Regions from separate parts of the Sus scrofa genome. Here all the other regions are linked to region 3. The links are chromatin contacts, called in public HiChIP or PLAC-seq maps. All regions are on one chromosome and are shown on one strand. The core of a region is the stretch at or near the end of the contact, and the rest is flanking DNA. Distances in the headings are between cores, read along the strand shown. Region 1 holds the start of LOC102162880 (pre-mRNA-splicing factor ISY1 homolog). Region 2 holds the start of RAB43 (ras-related protein Rab-43). Region 3 holds the start of LOC100516295 (histone H1x). Region 4 holds the start of GP9 (glycoprotein IX platelet). Region 5 holds the start of RPN1 (ribophorin I).

Evidence for each region. HiChIP or PLAC-seq counts read pairs in DNA pulled down with a chosen protein or histone mark.
Region 1: an H3K27ac HiChIP or PLAC-seq map of alveolar macrophages shows a contact between it and region 3. The contact joins the promoter of LOC102162880 here to the promoter of LOC100516295 in region 3. A contact is called at or near these places in 2 of 47 Hi-C or Micro-C datasets (heart right ventricle and skeletal muscle) and 2 of 2 datasets of contacts at active chromatin or transcription factors (alveolar macrophages and skeletal muscle).
Region 2: a contact with region 3 is called in an H3K27ac HiChIP or PLAC-seq map of alveolar macrophages. The contact joins the promoter of RAB43 here to the promoter of LOC100516295 in region 3. A contact is called at or near these places in 3 of 5 promoter capture datasets (fetal liver, fetal skeletal muscle and liver), 1 of 47 Hi-C or Micro-C datasets (liver) and 2 of 2 datasets of contacts at active chromatin or transcription factors (alveolar macrophages and skeletal muscle).
Region 4: a contact with region 3 is called in an H3K27ac HiChIP or PLAC-seq map of alveolar macrophages. The contact joins the promoter of GP9 here to the promoter of LOC100516295 in region 3. A contact is called at or near these places in 1 of 5 promoter capture datasets (fetal liver) and 1 of 2 datasets of contacts at active chromatin or transcription factors (alveolar macrophages).
Region 5: a contact with region 3 is called in an H3K27ac HiChIP or PLAC-seq map of alveolar macrophages. The contact joins the promoter of RPN1 here to the promoter of LOC100516295 in region 3. A contact is called at or near these places in 3 of 5 promoter capture datasets (fetal liver, fetal skeletal muscle and liver), 7 of 47 Hi-C or Micro-C datasets (blood, brain, embryonic fibroblasts and 4 more) and 2 of 2 datasets of contacts at active chromatin or transcription factors (alveolar macrophages and skeletal muscle).

What each region holds. Positions count from the first base shown.
Region 1 is chr13:71,620,057-71,624,322 of Sscrofa11.1, reverse strand. It overlaps LOC102162880 (pre-mRNA-splicing factor ISY1 homolog), which reads left to right and starts at 1,488. Exons shown (of 12, transcript XM_021069415.1): 1 at 1,488-1,509; 2 at 1,620-1,734; 3 at 3,904-3,926. The coding sequence starts at 1,732.
Region 2 is chr13:71,593,890-71,597,774 of Sscrofa11.1, reverse strand. RAB43 (ras-related protein Rab-43) reads left to right here and starts at 1,457. Exons shown (of 3, transcript XM_021069416.1): 1 at 1,457-1,803. The coding sequence starts at 1,606.
Region 3 is chr13:71,759,812-71,763,824 of Sscrofa11.1, reverse strand. LOC100516295 (histone H1x) reads left to right here and starts at 1,790. Exons shown (of 1, transcript XM_003132403.5): 1 at 1,790-3,361. The coding sequence starts at 2,333. The coding sequence ends at 2,977. It overlaps LOC110256294 (a long non-coding RNA gene), which reads right to left and starts at 1,541. Exons shown (of 4, transcript XR_002337669.1): 1 at 1,390-1,541.
Region 4 is chr13:71,559,022-71,563,128 of Sscrofa11.1, reverse strand. GP9 (glycoprotein IX platelet) reads right to left here and starts at 2,021. Exons shown (of 1, transcript NM_001141989.1): 1 at 1,500-2,021. The coding sequence starts at 2,021. The coding sequence ends at 1,500.
Region 5 is chr13:71,891,338-71,895,415 of Sscrofa11.1, reverse strand. RPN1 (ribophorin I) reads right to left here and starts at 2,816. Exons shown (of 10, transcript NM_214333.1): 1 at 2,545-2,816. The coding sequence starts at 2,808.

The sequences.
Region 1 (4,266 bases), core at 239-2,738, 140 kb after region 3:
AGGTAGTCTTGGAGTTCTCGTAGTGGTGCAGTGGAAATGAATCTGACTAGGAGCCATGAGGTTGTGGGTTTGATCCCAGGCCTCACTCAGTGGGTTGAGGATCCCACGTTGCGGTGAGCTGTGGTGTAGGTCGCAGACACGGCTCGAATCCTGAGTTGCTGTGGCTCTGGCATAGGCTGGCGGCTACAGCTCTGATTTGACCCCTAGACTGGGAACTTCTTTTGTGGAGGGTGTGGCCCTAAAAAGACAAAAAACAGCAGCAGGATGAGCAGAGGAAGGACTTTAGCAGACTGGCAAGATAAATGGATCAGCATGCTGTTTCAAGTACCAGGAAGTCAGACTCTCACTGATTTCAACACTAAAGGGAATTTACTGGTTTACACAACTGAAGATTGAGTAGTGGGCTCCAGGTAAAGCCTGAAATCTTTCAGCAACTCAATGACTTCCACGTACTAAGGACTGTCTGCCCTTGGAGTCTGAAAGTGGCTGTCAGCTAGGGAAGGACCATCCAAATGATCACAATACTTCATTTCTGAGTTCAAGGTGGCTGTTCCCATAGTCACCAGAGAAGGAACGTGGGTACTTTGCATGGTACCGCCTAAGCGACACACATTCCTTTCATTCAATTCCCACTGGCCATTATTTATTAGCAGACTCATATCTAGCTGCTGCGGAGGTGCGACGGCCATAGCCCCTCCTAAACGTTCACGGAGAATACTGGTCATAGTTCAGGCCTGACCCTGGTGCCCATTCCCAGTACGTGTCCGTCCTGCCTGATGTGGTGCTTCCTGACTGCGGCCGGTGTGCCAGTGGCAGAAGTAACCGCGGCGAAGCACCGTGCTTGCAAAGGGCCAGCCGCTGTAAGTGGCTGAAGTAGCCACCAGCCCTCGCCTGAATTCCACACCACAGTTCACTGCAACACTGACACCCTGTGGGAGGAGCCAGCAGAACCATCCGGATCGTGGCCTCTCCCCTGCCTTCCCGGTCCTTGACTAAGGACCTTCCGATCCCAGCAATGTGCCCAGCACACACCTACCGACTTCCCCTCTGCGGGCAGTGATACACCACCTCTCTCATCAGCCTCCTCCAGTAAGTGCGTTTTTCTTCCTTGGACCTTACATTTCTATTTTAAAAGAAAGTGACCTCAAGCACTGGTCCAGCTCTGACCCCGCGATTCCAGGAGAAAATCTCAGAAAAAGCATAGGCCCCATGTAAATGCCAGAGAGGCGGGCAGGAGTTGACGAGGCCCGCACACGGTGTGTCTGTTCTTTCAGAATCAGACAGGGTCCGCGGGACGCGTAACTACTGCGGCGTTCGAAAGCCCGCACCTCCTTAGACGCAAATGCAGAGCGAGATCCGAAGTTGCAGCAGTTACTGCTAGAAATCTCGCGTTTTATCGCGAGAGCAAAGCCAGTGGACCAGCCACGTCAGTCACATTGCGCAAGCGCAGTTCTGCCAACGTCCTTTTTTTTTTGTACGTGCGCTTTGGTGCGCCGTCCAAACGCCATGGTGAGGCTGTCTAGGGGAATGCGCGTTCATTTCCTCCCCCTCCCCAGGCCAATTCTCCGTTTTGCTTCCGGTCGCTCACTTCCGGTCCTTTCCATTTTTCCGTCCGATAGAGAAACTGGTGGTGCTTTCAACTAAAGTCCGGTTCCTATTAGCCGCGCGTCGGGAGGTGAATCTACGTGGGTTGGGGCCGCTGGGCCCAAGGGCGGCGCTCTCTCTCGCATCATGGTGAGTAGGGTTGGGAGTAAGGGGAGAGAGCGGTAGGCCGTGAGGGTGCCCGGCCTGGGGCTCTCCGGCGGCCCGCCTGCGTCCTCCAGCTCCGCGGCTGTGACGCGGGGAGTCCCTTCCCGTCTCGTCTTCGCTCACAAGTTGGGGGAAACTGGACCTCGGCAACCGCCCTGTCGTCCGCAGCCGGTGTGGAGCGCTGTAGTTACTCATCGGGAAAACCGAGGCTGGGCAGGCGCCAGGCCGGCCCCACGCCGTTTGCTGTGTGTCTCCCCCGACTGGATAGACACTCGCAGAGCACAGGGTCTTTCACCGTAGCTTAGTTAACGTCTCACTCGGTGCCTTGGCGCGTCGTCTGCGCCCAGGAACGGAAAGAGTGCTACATAGTGTCGTTGCAGGAGGTTGTGAATCCTTAGGGCAAAAGCAGCCGTTTCTGTTCCCCAGGCTTTGGACGATATGTCCCGTACTGCTGCTTCCTGCTGGCCGGCTCAGCCTCGAGCTTCGTTTCTGAACTCTGACAAGCCTGGGGCATTCCCGCTCTCCTTTCCCTAGCCCGGGAGAAGGATCCCTGGGCCTGGATGTTTCTGGCTTCAGGAGTGGTTGGGTATTTTCTGTAACTGCCCTCATCATACCTTCACATTTGCGGTTGTACAAGCCCTCATCACATCATACATTGTTTTGAGGTGGAAGTTCCTATGAGTTCCCGTAAAAGCAAGAACCATGACCAAAATTCTAGTACCCAGCATGCTGTTTTTTAAGCATGGAGTCATTGTGGAGAAACACTGAATTAAATACTTAGAATGTGTAGGCTTTGATGACTAATTAAGGTGAGGACAGCCTCAGCCTTCAAGATGATGGCTTCTCCTGGGACAGCCTCTCAGTTTTATCCCTTAGTAGATATGTGTTCACTTTTATATATAAGCATTTGCCAAATTTGTTTCTCTGTCCCGTGAAAAAGAGGGTCAGAAAGATTTAAATCGATCTCACTTTTGCTGAGCATCTACAAACTGCATGCCGGGGAGTTCTCATTGTGATGCAGTGGAAACAAATCCGACTAGTATCTGTGAGGATTTGGGTTCAATCCCTGGCCTTACTCAGTGGATCTGGGATTCGGCATTGCCATGAACTGTGGTGCAGGTCACAGACCTCGCTTTGGATCCTGAGTTGCTGTGGCATAGGCTGGCAGCTGCAGCTCCATTTAAAAATAAACTGCATGCCAGATGTCTTCAGTTACTTATTAAATCATCATGACAGCTCTGTGAGGTAAGAGGTATGGTCCCTGCTATAAAGATGGGGAAACTGAGGCTTACAGAGGCAGTTTCTCAGGGATGGTTAAGTGGAAGAGCCAGGAGTAAAACTCAAGTCCTTGACTCAGCAAGTCCACCTTCTACTTAAAATACAACCGAGAAAACATATGCCCCTGCCTGACAATGTGTTTCAAGGATAATTGACTTGACATTGGTGAAGCGGTATTTACATAATACTCACTTTTACTTTTATTTTATTTTATTTTGTTTTGCTTTTTAGGGCCGTACCTCTGGCATATGGAGGTTCCCAGGGTAGGGGTCAAATCGGAGCTACAATTGCCAGTCTACGCCACAGCCACAGCAACACAGGATCCAACCCATGTCTGTGACCTACACCACACCTCGTGGCAACAAGGGGTCCTCAACCTGAAACGAGGCCAGGGATCGAACCCAAAGCCTCATGGTTCCTAGTTGGATTCGTTTCCGTTACACCACTACGGGAACTCCTAAATCTCCCTTTTAAAAGCCAGTCTTTCCTTCACAAATTCCACTGGCAGGGGACAGACATGTGATTCTGGGTGGAAAGTGCATGATAGGTGTGAACCCAGACAGAGAGGAAGAAGGAAAAAAGGTGTCATGGGAGAATTGTCTGGGATGGTGATGACACAGGTGAATTCTGAAGGATGAGTAGAAGTTAGCTAGAGCCAAGGGGGTGGGACAGTGGAGGAGTAAAGATTTTAGGTAGAGGGGGCAGCCTCAGCAGGACTTGGACGTCTTGATTTTTGCTCTTGTTACTGTACTAGTTCACATGTTCTGCTTGTGACTTATCTAAAGTAGTGTCCTTGTGAAACGTATATAAAAAGGAAATGAAAAAAAAAAGCTCTTTCAAACATGGGCATTTTTCTTCCCTCCTCTCTCCTTTTAGGCCCGAAACGCGGAAAAGGCCATGTAAGTGTCAACTTGATTTTGTCTGTGAATTTTATGCGGCTTAATTAATTACCACCACAGAGCCCTTTTTTCCTATGGTCTTTTGGTATATGTTCCTTTTTCTACAGATGTTGCAGTAGTATTCATATATTTGCCCATTCATTTTCCCTATAGTGTTTTCTTTTTTTTTTTTGGCTGTGCTCTTGGCATGCAGTTCCCAGGTCAGAGACTGACTCCTTCCTACAGCAGTAACCTGAGCCACAGCAATGACAAAGCTGAGTCTTTAATTACTAGGTCACCAGGGAACTCCCCCGTAGTATTTACTTTTTTGAGGCCGCACCTGTGGCATATGGAAGTTCCC
Region 2 (3,885 bases), core at 208-2,707, 170 kb after region 3:
GTTCCCTTCCATCTTAGTAACTGGGGAGCCTTTTGGGGAATACATCCTATTTGATCTATTTTAAGCTTCTCACAGACATCTAGGTCTCCTCTCTCTGAGGAGCCCTGGTTCACTGGTCCATCCCAGAATGGGTCTGTCCCTTCCACAGAATTCTCCCTGAACCTCCCTTCTTCCTCCGCTGAGAACAATCTTTTTTTTTTTTTTTTTTTGTCTTTTGAGGGCCACACCCGCGGCACAAGGAGATTCCCAGGCTAGGGGTCTAATCGGAGCTGTTGCTGCCAGCCACAACCACAGCCACAGCAACGCCAGGTCCAAGCCGCATCTGCAACCTACGCCACAACTCACAGCAACACTGGGTCCTTAACCCACTGAACGAGGCCAGGGATTGAACCAGCAACCTCATGGTTCCTAGTCGGATTTGTTTCTGATGAGCCAGGACAGGAACTCCTCAGGACAATCTTTGATGCTTATCAGGTGGGTCAGTTCCCCCTAGGCCTGTGTCCCCATCCTGAGATGTTTGGGCAGCTCCCTCTACCACTGTGGGCTGCCTTTTGGGCTTGGGATCCCCCACCTCCTCCTGGCCTAGCCTCCCACGAAATGGGTCTCCCACTTCCACTCTCCCAGAAACCTGGCTGGGGTGGGGGTGTCACCTTGAGCACATAGCCCTCAGGCCCCTTCCCCACAAGGATTCTGGCCCAGTTTTGTAGCCAGCTTAGTTTTTGGCCTCACCGAAGCCTTCTTTGTCTCCTTTTCCTTATTCAACATGGGAAAATGCCACCACTTATGGCATCCTCTGTTGGAGGGGATCCCTGTCGGTGCTATTGGTGTGAGCACTGGCTGTCCCTTCCCCAGAGATCCATCCTAGAAGAGGCCATTTTGCGTCCAAGGGCTAGGTTAACGTGTCTCAGAGACCTCACCTTCCCTCGAGTTCGCTCCTGAATGTAGGTCTGGGAGAGCTCAGGTAGGAGAGGCCAGGCAGGTAGGGGAGCCCAGCTATGGGCCAGGTCTCGGGAGCGGGAGGCATACAAAGTCTGTGGGCGCTAGGCGGGTGCAGGGAGTGGTGCTACTGGAGGAGTTGGGCTGTGAGCGGGATTAAGGGCGGAGCCGAGAAGTGCTAACCCGCTGAGGGCATCCCCGAGGGCTCATTGGCAATGGGGGCGGGACCGAGAGCCGGGATTGGGGAGGGGTCTTGCCGGGGTAAGGGTGAGGGGGGGTTCTGAAATGGATTCTGATTGGGTCTTGTCTGAGGGCGGAGTCTCATTGGAGGCGGTCCTGAGAGGCAGTACTGAGGCTGCAGTACGGATGGGGGCGGGGTCTGATGGCAGGCGGTCTGGGGGCGGAGTCCGGAAGGGGCGTGTCCTGGGCAGTACCCAAAGCGGCCCTGAGATCCGGATTGGCCTGTCGCTAAGTAGAGGGCTGGACCAGGCGAGTCCGGGGCGGAACCGCGGCTGCGGGGCGGGGCAGGTGGGGCGGGCCCGGGCATAGCGGGCGGTGGCGTCCCTTCTCCAGGTGTTGCGGCGCTTCCACGTCGCCAGGCGGTCCGCGGCTTGCGTGAGCCCAGGCCGCCCCAGCGTCCAGAGTGCCGGCCCTTGGGCTCCCGAGGCCATGGCGGGGCCGGGCCCTGGGGACCCGGACGAGCAGTACGATTTCCTGTTCAAGCTGGTGCTGGTGGGCGACGCGAGCGTAGGCAAGACGTGCGTAGTGCAGCGCTTCAAGACCGGCGCCTTCTCGGAGCGCCAGGGCAGCACCATCGGCGTGGACTTCACCATGAAGACGCTGGAGATCCAGGGCCAGCGGGTCAAGGTGGGAGTCCCGGCCTGGGCCGCCGTGCAGCCGGGCCCCGGGGCACTAGGGACGTCAGGACCCTGGAGGGTCCCCTCCGTGGGGCGGGGGCCGCGGCTAGTTCCCCGACTGCTCTGCAGCGGCCAGCGCCCCCGCTAGCCCCCTCCCCGTCCTCGCGTCCGAGCAGGCCTGGGCCTTGGCTTCCGTGCGCACAGCGCCCGCCTCGGGGTGCGTGGGTGCGTGCGCTGGGGGGAGTGCGGAGGGGGAGGCCCTGCCCTCCAGAGCTGCACGCCGGGGGGACTTTGCTCCAAAATAGCTTATCCAGCGCCGGCAGGCGGAGCGCCTAGGGCACCGGCACAAGGGGGGGCTCCTGGCCGTCCTGGCCCTGCCCCACCACGATCGGAGTCTCCAATTCGGCCCTCGGGTGGGGACCCTAGGCAGAAGGGGACACCCCCCCTCCACGACTAGGCGGGACCAGGAAGTAGTTGCTTGTAGGGCCGGAGGGCCAAAACTTTTTGTCAGAATTTCCGGCCTGGCCACGCCTCCCTGCAGTCTCTTTGTGGACCTGGTGGTGGAACTTTACTCGGCCTGGGCCAGCCTGGGTCCCCTCCCCCAGCTCAGCTCGTAGGAACTGAAAACTTCACTAGACACCGGAAGGTGGGGGAGAGGACCGAGCGCTGGCAATGGCTCCGCACAGAAACAGCGAGATGTAGCTGTCTCAGTATCCTAGCAATTGTTTGATAACTAACATTGGTGATTAATGAATCAGTTTCTTCACCTGGGTGCCAGCCTTCCTAGTAGAGCAAGAGACTATATTGTTCTTGCTCCGTAACTTGACTTAACTGCGCTGCTCGGAAATCCTTTCCTTTCTCTCAAGGTTTTGAGTTCCCACTTCCCCAGCCAGCGCCTAAGAGCCCTGGACAGGGACTGCACAGGGCAAGTGTCTCTCCTGTTATCTCCGTGTTTTCGAGTTGAGCCGGATGGTTGTATTGGGTCCCTTGAGCCTGCTGCTGTGGAGCTCAGCCTCCCTGGGCTGCTATAGGCCTGCTATCCGTTGCCTTTTGCCAGGATGCTTAGCTCTTTGTTTCTGCAAAATTGGGATAATTTCTGGGTGTTGCCTCCCTCCTGCCCCACCGTGGAGCAAAACTCAGCCAACACTCTTTACATGACCACAGTGCCTCTGGAGTAGATGTGACAGGAAGCAAAAACTCCCTCCCTGAAGGGTTGGTTTTTGTTTTCCGTTTTTGTTTTGTTTTGGTTTCTGTGTGTTTTTGGTCTTCTTAGGATAGAAAAAATAGAACAAGGTCTGGCAGGCAGCTTTGAGTCATTATTCAGGACCACCCTTTAGAGCAGGTGACGAGGGAAGGGCTGTGGGATGGGTGGAGTGTGTCCTCGGGTGAGTTTGTGTCCTGAGATAATGCCAGAGCCATGGGGAAGTGGCGAGTTGACGGATAGGCATAAACAAACCTGCTCTCCCTCCCCTGGTGGCTACGGTGGTCAAGGAGGGGGCAGGGTGTTCCTGTTTACCTGGCAAGATAACCTGTGCTGAGTGTGTACTGTGTGCTGAGCACAGGTTATGCAATGCAGGGAGGCACTTCGTGATTTCTTTTCCTTCTGATCACCTCCAGATTGTTCTTCTTGGATGGGACCGGGATCAGGAGAGCAGTGTAGGCATGGTAACTCCCCAATAGTCATAGAGGCCACCCCTCTTGAGAGTGTGTTGTGTGTCAGATGTTGACAGATGTGTTCTTGCAATTAACCCCACCTCACGAGGGAGAGGCTGCCCCAGGCACACAGCTGGCAGGTGACAGACCTGGACTTTTTCTTCCAGCTTTTCTGACTCCATGGCTTTGGGGGTCTTTCCCTTTTACCAGATTCCTTCAAATGTAATTGTCTGGAGTGGGAAAGCCTGTGGCAATCATTTACCTCCTCATTTTGTAGCCAGAGAAGCCTGAAGCCTGGGCACTGAAGAGGCTATTAATTGAAGCTGAGGGGCAGGGTGGGGTGGGTGGGGGCAGGTCCCAGGTTCTAGGTCCTCTGGACTATTCAGCAGGAGCTGGTTGTTTTTCCTCACCTGTAAAGTATCTCTGGGGTGTCTTCCAG
Region 3 (4,013 bases), core at 541-3,040:
CTACCCCTTCCTCTCTGACCGTTCTTCCTCAGTCTCCAAAGGATCAGCCTTCTTTTCTGCCACTCCCACGTCCACCTTCTCCCCCCCTCACCCAGCCTGCTGCTGCGGCCAGCTCCAGATTCACATTTCCAGCGACCTGCTCCCCCAGGGTGGCAGGACAGGTTTCAATACCGGGTGCCCTCGGGAACATCATCCTCTACTCTCCCTTTGATCTTGCAGAGACCCAACCTGGAACCCCATCCCTGCTCCACCTCTATGTAACTTGGTCCACCTGTTGCCCACTCCTAGGAGCAGACCCCCCCGGGGGCACAGCAACTATATCTTGCTGCTTCTCTCTCCTTGGCCCCAGGCTGTACATACCATGCATCTTCCCTCTGCTCCCCAGTGCCCCCCAGGGCTCAGATCTCAAAGAGCCACCCCCCTCGCTGTTAGGAAATTCAGATGGTCTTTTGTCACCTGGGCTGAGATCTCAAGCCCTCCAGATTTTCCAGGCCCTGCCAGGACAGCCACTGAGGGGTCCTCCTTCCTGGGAGAGGGCTTGGCCTTCCCTGCAGGAACTTAGGCTGCGATCCATCCTCCCTCTCCTACAGGGTGAAGGCTCTGCTCCCCGGGGGGCGCAAAGCCCTTCTGTGACTCTCTCAAAACCCCCACCAGCCTCACCTTTCTAGCCTCAATTTCCTCCTCTCCTGGGGCCTTATTCCCTAGCCCTTCGTAGGGGAAAAGGGAGCCAGGCAACTGCTATGACGCTCAGCAGGGCCGGCGGGGCCAGAAGCCGGAAACGCATTCCCCTTTATTGGACCTCACCGCCTCCCGCTCTTCTCACCCTCAGAGCCCTAATCCACTCTATGCTCGGGCCTCGGTGCACTGTTTATTGTCGCCCTTGCCATGGCCCCAAGATTTGGGCCTAAATCACCACTCCAGAGGGATCCGCCCTCCTCCGGAAGCTGGTCCCTGCGGTCTCAGCTCTCCGAGTAGAGGCTCCTCTGGCTATGAGAAAGACGGTCCAGCACTTCCTCCTCACCCCCAATACTGGATCCAGTGGCAGGACCACCAGATTTGCACAAGCCTGCGCGGAGGACTTAGCCTGGTACCCAGAGAGGAGACCCCGGCTCTCAACTGCGTTCCCCAAGAGGGAGAGGGGTGTGGCCCAGAACGGGAGCAGTTCCCCTCCCCCATCCTCTCCGGGAACAGTTCTGGGGGCCGCAGCCTTCCCCTCGCTCACCCAGAGGCCGCCATTTGGCTTTAGGGGGAATGGTGGAAGCTACTTACACACCACACAATGGGGCACTTGTAGCATCAGCGGCGCCAGCGGCCAGGAGGTGGGGGGACGGGACAGCTACGTCCCAAGAGAAGCACCTGCGGTCCTCCCCGCTTCTTCCCGCAACGTACCCAGGCCCCCGAGGCCTAACAAGACCGGAGGCGCGCAGACGGAGGGCGCCTGCATCCGTTCTCCCCTAGGACTCGGGCGGAGACCGCCCTCCTAGACGTCCCATCTCCCTCCACACTGCCCCAGCCGACCGCGCGAGGGCGTGCCCTGTGTTAGTTCGGACAAATTAAAGCGCGTCCAGCAGGCAGGCCCGGGGCCCCCTGGACGCGGTCTGGGCTTGGGGACCTGTGGCGCACTCTTGGCTGCCGTCCGCCGAGCTCTGGACCGCGGGGCTTGCCGCGGGGCCCGCGCTATTCGCCCTGAAAGTGGGTGCCCCCCTCCTCTCGTGCTCCGGCAGCCTAGGGCTCACCCCTCAGTTCCCCTCTGCCGAGCGCTCCCTGGGCGTAAGCCGTCTCTCCGCTGCGCCTCGAGCTCGGGCCCTGTCCTGGGCGCACCGCGGCGGGCGCGGCGGCGCGGGGGAGGCGTTGTTTGAGAAGCCAGCGGCCGGGGAAGGGGCTCCAAGAAGCACAAGTTGGCGCTGGCCCCGGACCAGGCTGTTGTTGTTCTCAACGTGGTCCGCCGTGGAGCCATAAAAGCTGAGCGGGGCGCCCTCCCCGCCAGAGCAGAGCGCGCAAGCCCAGCGAGCTCCGGCGGAGGAGTCGGCGGTGGCGGCAGCAGAGCTCGCTCGGCAGACTTTTTCGCTCCGTTAACAGTCTTTTTTTCTTCCGCCCCGCTCCGGCCGCCTTCGCGCCGTTCTCGGCCCGGTCCCAACCCGGGACCCCCGCTCCGGCCGGCCCGGCCCCCACCCCAGCCCTGCCGCCCGGCCCCAGGCCCGGCCGCGGCCGCTCCCGCCTGGAGCCGCCGCGCGCCCCCAGCCCCCCGGCGCCCCCGCGGCCCCTTGCCTTTCTTTTCCCGGCGCGGCCTCCGGGCTTCCGCGCCCCGCCCGCCACCAACCCGCTCGCCACCATGTCTGTGGAGCTCGAGGAGGCCCTACCACTGACGACCGCCGAGGGGGCGGCCAAGAAGGCGGCCAAGGCCGGCGGCTCGGCAGCGCTGTCCCCCTCCAAGAAGAGGAAGAATAGCAAAAAGAAGAACCAGCCCGGCAAGTACAGCCAGCTAGTGGTGGAGACCATCCGTCGGCTGGGCGAGCGCAACGGTTCGTCGCTGGCCAAGATCTACGCGGAGGCCAAGAAGGTGGCGTGGTTCGACCAGCAGAACGGGCGCACCTACCTCAAGTACTCCATCAAGGCGTTGGTGCAGAACGACACGCTGCTGCAGGTGAAGGGCACCGGTGCCAACGGCTCCTTCAAGCTCAACCGCAAGAAGCTGGAGGGCGGCGGCGATCGGCGCGGAGCCCCGGCGCCCGCCACCGCCCCGGCGCCTGCCGCTCACAAGGCCAAGAAAACAGCCCCGAGCGCGGCCGCCCCGCGGCGCGCGGACAAGAAGCCCGCCAAGGGCCCGCAGCCCGAGAAGCGCTCGCACAAAAAGGGCGCCTCCTCCAAGAAGGACAAAAGCAGCAACAAGGCCAAGAAGGCGGCGGCCGCGGGAGGCAAGAAGGTGAAGAAGGCGGCCAAGCCCAGCGTCCCCAAAGTGCCCAAGGGCCGCAAGTGAGCCCTGGGGCCTCGGGCCTCGCTTTTCCACCCAGAGCGCACGTAGGTTTTGCTGGGGGCCCGGGCCAGCGCCGGCCCGCCCATCCCCCGCGTGAGAGCTTTTTTTTTTGTTGTTGTTGTTAGCTCTAGATTTTTGAAACGGCCCTGGCGACTCCCCTATTGGCTCTCGCCCTTGGCAACGCCTGTCGCCATGGTTACCAGCCCCCGGGCGCCAATGGCCGGCCGCGTCAGCCCGCCCCGGCCTTACGCGTTGGCCGCGCAGCCCTTCCAGCCCATGCCCTCCCCGCCTTCCGGCGCGCGACAAGCACTCTGCGCGGGGCCGCGCGGCGCTTTCTTTTCTCCTGTCGCCTTTTTTGGGGCACAATAAATTGTTTAAACCTTTGAACCGCTCTTGTTTTCTTCGAGTGGAGTGGGGTTGGGCGCGGCCGCCGCGGGGTTTGGGCTGCATGGATGGGTTCCCGAGGTCCCCGGCACCGCCGATGCGTCAGAAATTCAGACCTGGGTTCCGGGAGAAGAGCGGGCCGATTGGTTCCGAAAGGAGCGTCTGGGAGGTGCAATACTTCGATAGATGGGCAGGCGGGTCCACCACCTGGGGGGTGGGGAGCAATGGCTTTGCAGGATCTGTGGAGCAGGGCAGCTCAGCTCTCCCAAAGTTGCCACAAGCTGGGCCTTTACAGAGCTTAGTGACTCAGAAATCAGACCTCGTGTTGATGTGACAGGGACAGTGGAGCCTGGCTCTGGCTCACCCGCCACAGTCCCGATGTGTGGTATGAGCAAGGTTCTGGCCCTCCCTGAGCTTGTCGGCTAATCTGCAGTGCACACAGGACTCCGAGGGTTATAGGCAAATTGGCAGGAATGACCCTCAGCCGAGAGCCCCCAAACCCCCTTGTGTCCAGCATATGGAATAGTTGTTTGTCCAATTGGGCACTAGTTCTGAGGTCTGTTCTTAAACGTTCCTATGAAGAGACAACCCTGCAAAACAGGAGGAGCCGTGGAGGTGGGAAGCCAGGGAACGTTCTAGAATAGTGCATTTGTAC
Region 4 (4,107 bases), core at 772-3,271, 200 kb after region 3:
CAGGAGCTCGGACCCGGGCGAGGCTGTCCCTCCCTTGCCTCTGCCCACCCCAGGGGACTGCCCAGACCTGAGTAAACTCAGAGGGCACCAGGCCCACTCCTGGACTCTGAGATGGGATACCAAGGCCGGGGCCCAGAGGACCTGCCTGTGCCTGTGAAGTGACTATGAGCCTGGGCCTGAGTGCCCCTCCACATGGTCCAGAAAGACAGTACCTCCTCACCCAGTTTGCAGAAAAAGACCCCTTTGTGTGGCTTCATGCAGGGCCTCCCACATACTAAGTGCCCTGCAAGTGGATGCCAGATGATTCATTCCTAAGGCAGAAACCAAACTCTCAGCCTGTGGACTATTCTTGTCAATTAATATGTTTTTATTTGTTGAAGTATATTTTAAAAAAATTAAATTTAGTTGCCAATACTTGAATAATTCAGAGATTCTATGTAAAAATCTAGTTTCCCAGCCTCTCTGGAGAAATGGAACACTAGGCACCTGGTGCACCTCTCCACATGGCAACATTCAGCTGGGCCGCCAGGTGGAAGGCAGGCACTGTGGCTTCTCAAGTCCCTACCACTCCCTCTGTTCACCTGCCCCAAGTTTGGGCTCCTCTTCCAGCCTCACCTCTATGGGCCAGTGACCTCCAGTGCTGCTCTGTGTCCCTTTGGCCTTCCTGTGTCACCCTCTGACCCACAGGTCTGTCACTTGGCCCTCCTTGAGAGGGGGACCTTGGTATAATTGATTTGGTTGTTATCTGATATGGTGGAGAAAAGTATTACTGAACTGCTGGCACCAGATTCTTCTCTCTTGTTTGGAGATTTGGGTGACTTTTTTTGGGGGTAGGGGAGAGCTCAGACCTTGAGGGTGTCTGACCCTAGCACGAAGACGGGGGGCTGCTTCCACAGGAAAGGGAGGAATTTGTTGTTTTGTTTCTGGGGAAGAGTGCAGAGGAGGAAAAGGAGAGAGAGAGAGAGCAGAAGATGACAAAAGATGGGGTGCCCTCATGGACAGAACAGAGAGTCAAAGGCCATTTGGGAAACAGTGATGTGCCTTCCAAGGCCTGTCTGTCACAGAGACAGGTATAGCCCCTCGCCTTCCACTTGGGGTCCATGCGTCCTCTCTGCTCACTGCTGTGTCTGAAGACAAGGTTTCCTGGAGCTTGGAGAGGGGCTGGATGTTGACGGGAGGTTGGTCTGGGCTGCGAGAGGCCATGTAGGAAGCAGATGCTGTCCCTTTGAGAGGGTATCCCAGGACCCAGTCTCCCAGGACCCGCAGGCGCAGGGGAAGGGCTAGGGGTGTCGAGAGATTGTGGAACTGCAGGTGCCTGGAGAGGGGCGTGGAGGTGGGACAAATCATGGCACTAGGAACTTGGAGCGGGTGCACAACAGAGAAGCCCCAACTGAGGGACGCTGGTTTCCAGAAGGAGCCAGGCTCCGGTACTAATGGGAAACCCATCTCTGAGCTGCCGGTTTATTTTGGGCTCCGGGGGCGGTAGCACCGCCCAGGGCCTAGACGGTGCACAGCAGGCCCGCCAGCAGAGCCAGGCCCAGCGCGGCCACGACGGCCAGCGCCACGTCCAACCACGGCCCACCCGGGGACGCCCAGGACGCCCGGAGACTCCAGCCGCAGGCTCCCAGCTCTGAGCCGCTGAGCTGGCTGAGCGCGCGGCCGGAGGCGTGGCCGGGGCTCGCACAGCGCACGCGCGGCAGCTCCCCCGGGGCGCGGTCCTGCAGCCAGAGGCGCAAGTACGTGAGGCCGCAGTCGCAGTGCCAGGGGTTGTTCGCCAGTTGGAGGGTCTGCAGCTGGAGCATGTGGTCGAAGGCGCCGGGCGGCACGGAGCGCAGGCTGTTGTTGGCCAGCAGGAGGTGGCGCGTGTGGGCCGGCAGGGCGGGCAGGGCCGCGAGTCCCCGGCTCTGGCAGTCCACCTCCAGCCCCATGGTGCCCAGGGTGCGGCAGCTACAGGCGGCCGGGCAGTCCTCGGCCGCCTGAACGGCCGTCCAGAGCAGCAACAGAGCCGCCCACGCCGGCATCGGGCAGGTGGGCTGCGGGGACAACTGGTAGTGAGATGGGGTGGTAGTACTGGGGCCTGCACCCTATCCTGAGGATCCGTGGGACCCGACCGGACAAAGGACCACTCACCTCCCTCTCAGGCCTCGGCTTCTCCTCCGGGAGGTGGGCGGTGGGGACAGGGAAGTGAAGCACGACGACCCAGGCCAGCTGATCCTCCCCGGAAGCTCAGAAGGCAGGACGCTCAGCTGTGTTGGGGGCAGGGGGTGGGGCTTAGTCCCTTCTTGGGACAGGGGAGGGCCCTGCTGTCCCCTAGCAGAGACCCCAACCCCTGCTCAGGGTTGGGGGGAGCAGATGCCTGCTAAATGATCAGAGCCCTGGCCCTAGCCTCTGCCCCCAGAGCCTGGGAAGGGTCTGAAGAGGGTCTCCCAGACTGTGCCCAGTCCCCACCCCCAGCGCCTAAGTCAGGGTCTGGCAGATGGTGTTCATGCCACAGACCACACAGCTTGGCCAGGGCAGAGAGTTCACATGGTCCCTGGTGTAGACAGTCGCTGGGTGAGGATGTGGAAAGGACATAGGGATGGGTACCCAGAAGAGGCTCCACCTGGAAAGCAAGGCTCTCCCTTAAGTTGGAAATCTGAGGCCCAGAGAGGGAGAGTGACTTGTGCATGGCTGCCCAGAGACCAAGCACTCAATCTCAAGAGCCTGGCTCTGCCAGGTTCACTGCCTTTCCTCTGGGACTCAGTGGGGGCTGTTTCCCCTGCTGCAGACAAACTCCCCCTCCAGGGCCTGGCTCGGGGCAGGCTTCCAATGAGTTGGTTGAATAAACTAATCAATCTCGTCACAGAGCAAATACCCCCCACTCCCATCCTCTCTAGGGGAATGAAGGAGGGACAGAGGCTGGACTTGCCTGCTGGCTTCCTTCCTGCAGGACCTGGATCTGCTCCCCGCCTCCCACCCCTGGGAGGCCCTACCATGTAGGAGGTGGTGCTGGGAGATGAGGGCCACTTACCTGGCAGGCCTGCTGTTGGGCACCCCTTTCTGTGTCCTGAACTATTCTGGCTGAGGGTGCAGTGGCTGCTCTATGTGGTGCAGCAGATGGTGGCTCCTGCCTGAGTGGGAGGAAGGAAATGATGAAAATAGCCTGGCTTATCCAGCATGCAGCCCCGGAGGGCCTATCTCCAGGAGCTGGTCCTGAGGCGTCCTGGGGCCTTGTGCACAGAACCACAGGTCAGCCCCCATTTACGGAGGCGGGGGTCCCACTGTACATCCCACTGTACCCCATTGCCTCCATGAGTCTCACTACAGGATGTGTGGGAAAACCCTGTCCCAGGAGGTGGAGGAGGCTTCCAAGAGGAGGGGGGGTCTGTTGCATTTTCAGTGCCTTTTAACACTTCCTGATCCTTCTTTTTTTGTTTTGTTTGTTTTTTTAGGGCCGCACCCTCGACTTATGGAGGTTCTCAGGCTAGGGGTCGAATCAAAGCTGTAGCCGAAGGCCTACGCCACAGCCACAGCAATGCCAGATCCAAGCTGCTGCTGCAATCTACACCACAGCTCACAGCAACACTGGATCCTTAACCCACTGAGCGAGGCCAGGGATCAAACCTGTGTCCTCATGGATACCGGTCAGATTCGTTTCCCCTGAGCCACAACAGGAACTCCTAATTCAATTATAGGAGTTAAAATCAAGCCTAACAGTAAAATATTATAATTATGAAGATGAAGCATTAATATATTCATTTTATTATGTTATAAACTGTCAATAATATGAAATATTAACTTTGTAAGGTGTTTGCAGAGATGGCAATATTTGCACCTGTGGTGAGGTGGGGGGTTCTGAGGTGTGGGAGCCCCTGGGGAGTAGCAATGCTTTGGGAATAAATAGAAGGGGTTCTAGCAACCAAAGGGCCCAGGAAAGGAGCCCAGAGTGGCAGCTGCAGAGGAGAGGAAGGGGACCCCTGGCCATCCCCCTGGTCAGGGCCAGTGTCGGCCACAGATGTCAAACCTGAGAAGAGGGTCTCAGGTCCCCAGTCTGGGGGTTCTAAACCCCCTAAAACTCAGAGGGTTCAGGCTGGAAAGTGCAACTGAAGCCCAGAGTGGCCATGCCAC
Region 5 (4,078 bases), core at 1,567-4,066, 130 kb before region 3:
TTGCTGTGGCTCTGGCATAGGCTGGCAGCTACAGCTGATTGGACCCCTAGCCTGGGAACCTCCGTATGCCATGGGAGCGGCCCAAGAAATGGCAAAAAAAAGACCAAAAAAAAAAAAAAAAAGACAAAAATAATAAATTAACCCTTAAAAAAATAGTTAACAATGGCAAAAGCAATGGCCACTGTGTGGCACACTCCCTTATTCTTTTTTTTTCTTTTTTTTTTGTCTTTTTAGCGCTGTACTTGTAGCATATGGAGATTCCCAGGCTAGGGGTAGAATCAGAGCTGTAGCCACTGGCCTACACCACAGCTACAGCCAGGGATTGAACCCGCAACCTCATGGTTCCTAGTCAGATTTGTTTCCACTGTGCCCACAACGGGAACTCCTCTCGCACCCCCCTTATTCTCAACCTTCATTGCAGCCAATGTGCAACCAGGGAAAGGATGCCAATGCCAACAAGCTGAGGGTCTTTCTGAGAAAGAGGAGACATCTCGAATGAGATTGTGGAACAGATTATAAGGAAAAAACTTATGCACACACCACTGATCTCTTTGCCAACCTAAGCTCCACCAAAGGAAAAAAAATTAAGACCACCTTTTAGGACTGAAACATTGATTTCCAAGAGGGTATACAAAGCTATAATGAGGAAGCTATGTGTAATACTTCAAAAAGTCTAAAAGTAATCATACAGTCATTCTCAACAAAGTTGTATAGCCTAATAAAAACAATAAATTTCATTACTTCCACTAGAATCTTATCATTATGGGAACATTCTAATATATTCGTGCTTATCAGGAACTCTCACTGTTCAGTAATATGTTGATTTATTTCTCTTAAAAATATCGTTATTGGAGTTCCTGTTGTGGCGCAGTGGCAACGAATCTGACTAGGAACCATGAGGTTGCGGGTTCAATCCCTGGCCTAACCTCGTTCAGTGGTTAAGGATTCAGCGCTGCCGTGAGCTGTGGTGTAGGTTGCAGACAAGGCTCGGATCTGGTTTGGCTGTGGCTGTGGCATAGGCCAGAGGCTACAGCTCCAATGAGACCCCTAGCCTGGGAACCTCCACATGCCACAGGTATGGCCCTAAAAAGACAAAGAAATATCATTATCACCTCTAAATATGTAAACCAGAAAAAATAGACTAATAAAAGATTAAAAAGACAAAATATTTCAAATGTGGATCCAAATGGGTGTAAAAATAATGTTTTAGGTAGTAAAAAGATGAGGAACCACTGGCTCCTACTCAGTAATCACCATGGTCCCCTCCACCACCTCCTAAAGTGCTACATGTAGGACTGAAGATAGGTCACTGAAAATTTTTCTAGCAACCTCACCACAGCCTCCAAGTCAGTTGTTGGAAAATACACATCCTCTTGGTTAAAATTATCGCTGTTATGCTTCCCTCTGAGATAGGGGCAAGGAAGCACATACATCCATTTAACGTTTCTCTCTTGGACTACAAACTAAAAAATGACTCTGAGCAAAGCTGGTGATGAGACTGCAGGTTTTATACTCCAACAGAACCCTACCTTTGAACCAACTAGTCCAGAAGAGACAACATGAGACAGTGAAGAACATACAGAGTCTTAAACCAAAGCTCAACTCTTTGTTCGAAGACCTCACATAGTGGGTTATACAGCTTCCCCTCCCAGACTTCAGACTCCTCAGGTGCACTAACAGTATACCTCAAAGGGCTACCATGAGAGTTAAATGAGGATGTACTTAAAATATCTACCATAGTACCTGACATAAAGTCTCAATAAGGCACCAGTACAATAACCCAGCCTGTAAGACTCTCCAGCATGAAGGCCAGATAGTAATCCTGTGGCAACCTCACTAAATCAGCACTAGCTTTTATAAAAGAATGCGATTGAACCTTCAAAACATTCAAATGAAGTTTTAATCTTTCCACAAACCTTTAAGCAAAACTGTGTTTCAAATTTTAGACAAGGCATGAAAGGTACAGGAGTCATTTCAGAAGCATAATCTCTGTAAAGGTAGCTTTGTATCTCCAAACTCAGTCAGACAGAGGCGTGCTTGGAAGAAACACGACACTGTAATGACTATTCTCCCAACCAATAACTGGGTAATGACTTAATGGCTGCTATTTAATGAAAGCAGTAATAAAAAGCAAACCTCTGCATAGGTATATTCTCTCTATTCCCAAAGCCAACAGCTTCCTCAAGAGGCGTGAAACTGATTAGGCAAACTTGGGAGCCATTTACTGCTTCAGCGTGAGAATGACAACCGGTCTAGGGGGAGAGAACCGGACTTCACTTTCTGTACTGTATTACTTGTATGACTCTTTCAACTAAAAGAAATAAACCCTTTAAAGAGTTAAATCGCGACCAAAAGAAATGCGTTACATTAACAACGGTTTCAAACGATTCAGACGTGAAGCAGGGGACATGCTGCTCCATTTCCGATCGCACTGGACAGAGTCCACCCTCGCTCGCCAATCGCGCTCCGGCCCGGCCAGCAGCACCCCAAGCCCCGCCCGCCGGCCTGTGCTGACGTGTCCCCGCCGCCTCGGCCCCAGCTCACCTGCACGCCGAGGTGCGCCAAGCGGGCCTCCAGCTCGGGCTCCAGGGCTAGTAGGAAGGAGGCGGCGCGGGGCGAGGAGCTGCTGCCCGCGTGCGCCAGGACCACCTCGGCCGTCACCTTAGCCAGGTGGCTGCTCAGATCCACCGTGCGCTTCACGTCCTCGTTGACCAGCGGCAGCGCCTCGGGGGAGGCGCGGCCCGGCGCCGGGGCCCAGGCCCAGAGCAACAGCAGCAGCGGTAGCAGGCAGACTGCGGGCGCCTCCATGGCCGGGATGGAGCTGAGCCTCAGGCCGCCCGCCAGCCCGCCCCTGCGCCCCGCCTCCGCCACGACGCAGTTGACCATTGGGTCCGCCAGCATCCCAAGATGGCGGCGCCCAGGGCTGAGGACCCCCTTCTCCAGGGCAACAGGCGACCCGCCGGGCGCCTGCCTGCGCGCGCACTCCCGATCTATTCTCGCGGGAAGGAGCCCTGGCACTCCGCCTCTCCCGCCACCCTCCGACTCCCCACCGAGACGGTGGCTTTTCTGCTTCCTGATGGGGTAGAATATAGCCCTAACGGAGAACGTAAAAGCTTTAGCAAAAATTTAAGCAGAAACAGGACATCTGCACAGTCTCAAAGTATCTCCCCTACAATACTTAGTAATTACAAAGGGGTAAATAGTAAATTGATATTCCAGAATCCTGGCAGACACCACCTTGACCAAGGTTAACATCACCGACCGAAGGACGTAGTGACGTCACGTACCACACCCAGAAGGGCACCTCACTCCTGCGATACTGCCCACAGAACTGAAAATGCACCTCAGGGAGACCACAAGAAACATAGGACAAACCAAAAGCACCTTGTCTTTATCCCAGTGACGCCCGTTTCCGACTTCTATCCTAGGAAACTATAGATTTAAGTTGGTGTTATTTTAAGCCACTGAGTTTGCAGTAATTTGTTACAGCATCAATAAGGAACTTATACAGAAGTTTTGCTCTGCTGGGCAGGGACGTTGTCTAGACTGTTCGTCCCAGGACCTCAGCATGTGGGGCATAGTGACCAGTTAGCACTGATTGGATGAATAAATGAATTTTTTATTATAAATGCTATTTACCCCTACTGTATAGATGAGTAAACACACAACAAAGTCAGTAAATGTCAGGTTGTTTGGAAACCTAGACTGACCCTGAACTGGAGCTCTTTGGACTACTCCAGGCTGTTGAATAAAACCCCAGATTTTCACAGACAAAAAGAAGCATTAGCTATCCCAATACGATCCTTATTTTCTGAAAGTGAAATACAAGTCCAGGGAGGGTAATTTATCCAAAGATACACAGCTATTTAAGAGCAAAGCTGGGGCTAGAAACCTGATTTCCTAACTCCCCATCACCCATGCCAGGATGGATAGTGTCAAACATCTAACAGTCACTATTAAAATGCTGTACAAGGAAGTTGTTTTGGCAATAGCCAGGTGCAAATCTAGGGCCATCCACCAAACCTGAAATGAATGAACCATTTTGATTTTTTTCCACTAAGTGACAATTGTACAGCAA